2 separate regions of the Ctenopharyngodon idella genome follow, and region 1 is linked to region 2. Evidence: chromatin contacts called from public Hi-C data. All regions are on one chromosome and are shown on one strand. Each heading gives the region's core, a stretch centred on a gene start, on an enhancer-like site or on the middle of the called end of the contact. The rest is flanking DNA. Distances are from core to core; before and after follow the strand shown.

Region 1 (2,700 bases), core at 110-2,609, 140 kb before region 2:
ATAGTCAAAACAGTTGTTCCCTTGTCTATTAAAACATGTAATATATTAAAGTGTCTTTGGTGTTTCCATGGTTTCTACTAAATAAAATGAAACCGGAAACCGAGGGTAATGCGGGTATGACGCAATTGACAGGCGACTCCTCACGTGTCCCGGAGCCTTGGTTAAAATTGCAATTTTCTCACGATCTACAGATAAAATTATAATGAGAATATTAAATTGTATGTAGCCTATATGACAGACGTGCACTGTACATGTTAAACTTAACTGTATTTTCCTTTTTGAAGTGATTTCAATCATATTTCAAACTATTCAAACCCATCATGGTGAACAGTGCACATCTGAAGTGTCTCAGCTGAAGGAAATAATCCATTATTTATCGGCTTTAATATATCGGCCAAATTTTCTTATTGGGCCGCTAACGATAACATTAAAAATGAACATATCAGCCGATACCGGTACAGTGTTAGAGTTTTTTTTTAAAATTAAAATATAAAAAAACTTTGCAGGATTTACGATACAGATGAACATTAAAACGCGTCATCACGGTCTGTGAAAAGGGCCTATTGGTGGATCTCATTTGACTGACAGGTTGCCCCGCCCTCGCGCCAATAAACACATCATTAGAAAGAAAAGAGATGTGGCTGCAAGAGGGAGGGGAAGTTATTTTGATTCAAGATTGCAAAGCACATGAATAATAATGTGCATGGATAAATAATTTATAATAAATACTGCAATACTCAATAAAAAAACAAAACAAAACAAGAATAGTCTATTTTGATTTCCTACTGACTTTAACTCTTTATTTCTGATAATGTACCAGTCTACTAACACAATACTTTTCGCCAATAAAGTACTTTCTGTTTTTCTTGCCACTCTAATTGCATTTACTTTACTTCAAGTACATCCTCTGGCTGCTTGTATTATATGTAGGTAACTTTAAAATATTAGACTGTTATTTTGTACTTGAAGTACAACTGTCTCATCGCTCAGATCACCACTGCACTGCGCGCTGACACAGGCCAAACAAACACAACGATTCCAAAGCAAATACATTTCAAAGTTCTCCGAATTCTTCATCTGTTTAATAATAACATTGACAACATATAGTTTGTTACCTTGCAAAAGAAACAGTCCCCAAAGTAAGCTCGCATAACGTCCACTTTCCCCTACCACAAGCGCAGTGAGGGCAGGTGCCGTAAACCATTAACTGTTGTGATAGAAAAATGTCGCGCTTCTACACGTTTTGCGACAGTGTTGAGGGGCACGCCTCTTTCCAATGCCACACTGTGATTGGCTTATCGCAACGTGACGACACTGCCTCACTGAAAGGCAGCCACCGCCCATCGCCGCAGCTGACCCCGCCCATCCCCCGATTCCAAGAGCCGCAGCGAGTACGCGCAGCGCGCGTCTGGACACTGATGAGAAGCAGCACTGATTAAGCAGAAAAAACAGAAAGGAGTTTAAGCGAGCGACTCCCACGAGAAAAGAAGCGCCGCACTGTTCGGGAAATTTCAATGGGAAGAAGACTGTAGTCATTTTTGAATCAAAATGGCAGAGTGGCGCGCATGTTCGGACACGGGAAAGTTGCAACGGATAATTTGAGAGAGACAATTCTGGGATATTAGTGGACTCGAGCTGCGCTGCTGGATTTGATCTGTCCTTAAAGGAGAAGTGGATTTTTACACTGAACTCAAGAGAGGTGTGTTGAAATTATTTACACTTATGCTGCTTTCGGCGAATTACACAAACAAACTTATCGCTGTCGTTTACCATGACCCCGATGTTGACTCGAAGTTTCCCCGCATCTCCTGCTTTATGTCTACGGTTACTCAGGACGTGCGCGCGCTCACTCGTGGCATACGTGCAACACTATATTGTGATATTTCTTTTGCTTCAATGTCATTAGCATAACCAGTGAATGGGGTAACTAGTATAATTGTGCCAGGACAACTTTAAACTGACGCTTAAATAAACCCCTTTTTAAGGTGTGACAGATGTCATGGGTGGAGGTGATGATGATGATGATGATGGTGCATGTATTATTAAGGACTCACTTCAGCGCCAGTACTGCAGTAATCATGTGCCAAATCTGCACAGTCATCCGGACCCAGAATGTTTCATTTTGCTCTCATGCACTGCTCTCTCTCTCTCTTTTTCTGTGTTTTTAGAGATAAAGTGGTCCTAAAAGTATGTCAACGCTTTAAGTCAGAGTTAAAGGTGTGTGCATGTCATTGCAATTAAATGGCAAGATATCAAACCAAATGATGCTCCAGCTTTTTTTTTTTTTCCCCCTTGCATGACTTTTAACCATCTGGTGTCGCAGTGATTTTTATGACGTCAGTTCACTCAGGTGAGTAACCACAGGTGCACTTCATCAACATGTAACATTTCACTACCACAAAGTGTCCAGAAAGTGCACGAAAAGTGTTTGTGCTCTTAAAAATAAATACCACTTGGTTTGATACTTGCGGTTCATTCATTTAGAAATGCTGTTTGGGATCACTTTACATTTTCTCAGGGCTGATTTTGTTTTGTCGAAGTATTTTGGAGCTATTAAGGGGAAAGTTTGCTCTGATTGGTGCCAGTGTTGTTGGTTTTTCCCAGCATGCAGCACAGGTGATCAGAGGAATGTGAATGGTCTGTCTCAGCTGTTAGAGATTGTGCCAAGACATGACTTTACTCTGACAACTGGCCTTGTAT
Region 2 (2,700 bases), core at 198-2,697:
AAAAGTCAATGGTTGTAAAATAAATTACACATTTTGAACAAATGAGAACTGGTTTGTTAATCTTGAGTTATTGTGCTGCTAACTTGTTTCGCCCACAATCAGTTTTTTTATTTTCATTGATTTGAGCTCTTAGAGGGAGAACTTGAATTACCTGTTTGTCCTGCTCTAGTTTCTTCTAATTTAACCCCTTAAATGTCACCCTTTTAGAGTATAGATGTGAAAATGCACTATCCAAACTTAAATGGTTGTAATTCATGAATGTTTTGGAATACAGAACTAAGGTTGGTCTCTTTTCTAAACAAGACACTCAGCAGATTATTGCTGAAATTAAAGTGTAAAAAAGTAATATTTGCTCTATATGGAAACTTGTTTCTGCCATGAAATAAAAAAAGGCAATTACGAGTTTATATCTTACAATTCTGACTTTTTTCTCAGAATTGTGAGATATAAAGTCAGAATTGCATGATAACTTGCAATTGCGAGGAAAAAAGTAAAAATTGACACTATATCTGAAATTCTGACTTAACTCGCAATTCTGACTTTATAACGCAATTCTGACTATATCTCTTTCAATTCTGACTTTATATCTCGCAATTCTGATTTTATATCTCGCAATTCTGACTTTATAACTCGCAATTCTGATTTTATATCTTTCAACTGATTTTATCTTTCATTTCTGACTTTATAACTCGCAATTCTGACTTATATCGTTCAATTCTGATTCTCACAATTCTGACTTTATATCTTTCAATTGATTTTATCTTTCAATTCTGACTTTATATCTCGCAATTCTGACTTTTATATCGTTCAATTCTGACTCTCGCAATTCTGACTTTGTGTCTTTCAATTCTGACTTTATATCTCACAATCTGACTTTATAACTTGAAATTCTGACTTAATATCATGCAATTGTGAGTTTATATCTCGCAATTCTGAGTAAAAAGACTGCGAGAAAAAAATGTCAGAATTGTGAGAATTCACAATTATCTTTTTTTTTAATTTAGTGGTGGAAACAAGATTCGATAACTCCACAATTACTATAAATTCAAAAATGTCTAACCAAGTTGTTCCACATTTGAAGTTGATATCACAAAAATTAAAGTTCCTATGAGATTTTGTTTAGGTGCTATACCAAAAATAGCCACCGGGTGACATGCATATTACATTGAATTTTATGCATTCACTCATATCACAAAACAGTCGCCAAATATGGAACTTTGAGTCTCAGACCTTTCCGACGATATGTGTTTTGTCAAGACCAGGAAAAAGTTTTTATTATAAAAGTTAAAATATGTAATATGAAACATAACACCGCCCACTAGTGGGAGGAGTCCGCATGATAACGCAATGTCTAATTCAAAAAAGTTAAATTTTGAGTGTTTAAGCTTTGGAATGATACCTAATTTAGGGGGTTAACAAAAGAATGAATCTGGCCTAAGGGAATTGTAATTGTGTGAGAGCTGTTCAACCTGCCTTACTGCTGCCAAAGGAGCCGAGTTATTTTGATTTGACCAGAGATATATATAGAGAGAGAGAGACTGAATTGAAGGTGTTTTGGCAGGTTTAAAAAAAAAAAAAAACTTTTGCAGGTCTCCAAATAATACCATAAATGTTACGTTATTGCACGTTTAGTAGTATAACTCTACATCAGAACTCAAGAAGTATTCATTTCACGCAGTGTAAGTAGAGCTGGAACATGAGATCCAAACTAGATCGCTAACCCTGCGGTGGCGTGACGACTGGTTGCATCGCGCATGCGCAGCGAGGTGTGTGCGCTCAGGGAGTTGCGCTGGCAGGTACACAGAGCACGAGAACACCTGTGCTAGCCGCAAGACAAAATGTCTGGATTCGATAGTAACCCCTTTGCCGAACCAGTTGATGTCAACCCTTTTCAGGTAAATACCTAATGATTTATTATGTCTTTAGTCGTAATATGTAATTTGTTACCGGAGTTTTTTACCCCACTCTAAACCTGTTTGTTTGGTTCGGAGTCACTGGGGTAAGGAGAGATTGACAGGCGCTCAGCCAATCAAATTTCACAGTTGGGAAGACAAGCCAATCACCTTCCGATGACGATACAGGAAGTGTTAATTTGTTTTAAGTTGTCTTTATTTATTTTTTAAGTTGTGTTTAAATATAACAACTGAGTTTTTGCTACGGTTGTGACCATAATAACAGTGTTCATCATTATGTAGAGAACAAAAGCATTTTTCTTCAAAACGATCCGTCACTTCACGCGATAAGTGTACAAATCCAACAGGTGCATCTTATTTACCGTGTCGCCTACATTTGCGAATTATAATTGGCCTACCAAAAATGAAAAGAAAAAAAAAAGATGGGAAAAACACACTGTGGCATTATGGTATCAGATGGGAAGATTTTATGATACATGACACTCCAAAGTATTTTCAAGAATTCCTTGGCGCATGTCCAAAAACCGTTCATAACATACAAAGTGTTAAATAAATAGTCATATTTCATGTTCCTGTCAGGATCCATCAGTTACTCAGGTGACCAACACTGCAGTTGATGGCGTGGGAGAGTTTAACCCGTTTACGGCCGGTGCTCTGGTAAGCATGAGTTTCATCTTCATCTTCATCTTCATCCTGCAAATCACGAAGCATTTCTCAATTCCTGCTCTTAGCTTTATACCTAGTCAAATAAATGAGTACAAATCTAAAGGAATGTGTTCAGGATCAT

The links. A called contact is a pair of places that touch in the nucleus more often than the background predicts.
Region 1: a contact with region 2 is called in a Hi-C map of muscle, with 3 times the contacts expected there. The contact joins the promoter of myo9aa here to the promoter of scamp2l in region 2. A contact is called at or near these places in 2 of 2 Hi-C or Micro-C datasets (both in muscle).

Annotation. Positions count from the first base shown.
Region 1 is chr7:46,956,508-46,959,207 of HZGC01, reverse strand. myo9aa (myosin IXAa) reads left to right here and starts at 1,359. Exons shown (of 44, transcript XM_051899197.1): 1 at 1,359-1,699. senp8 (SUMO peptidase family member, NEDD8 specific) reads right to left here and starts at 1,264. Exons shown (of 2, transcript XM_051899198.1): 1 at 1,116-1,264.
Region 2 is chr7:46,812,275-46,814,974 of HZGC01, reverse strand. scamp2l (secretory carrier membrane protein 2, like) reads left to right here and starts at 1,447. Exons shown (of 9, transcript XM_051901341.1): 1 at 1,447-1,895; 2 at 2,493-2,570. The coding sequence starts at 1,839. It overlaps myo9aa (myosin IXAa), which reads left to right. Exons shown (of 44, transcript XM_051899197.1): 44 at 1-48.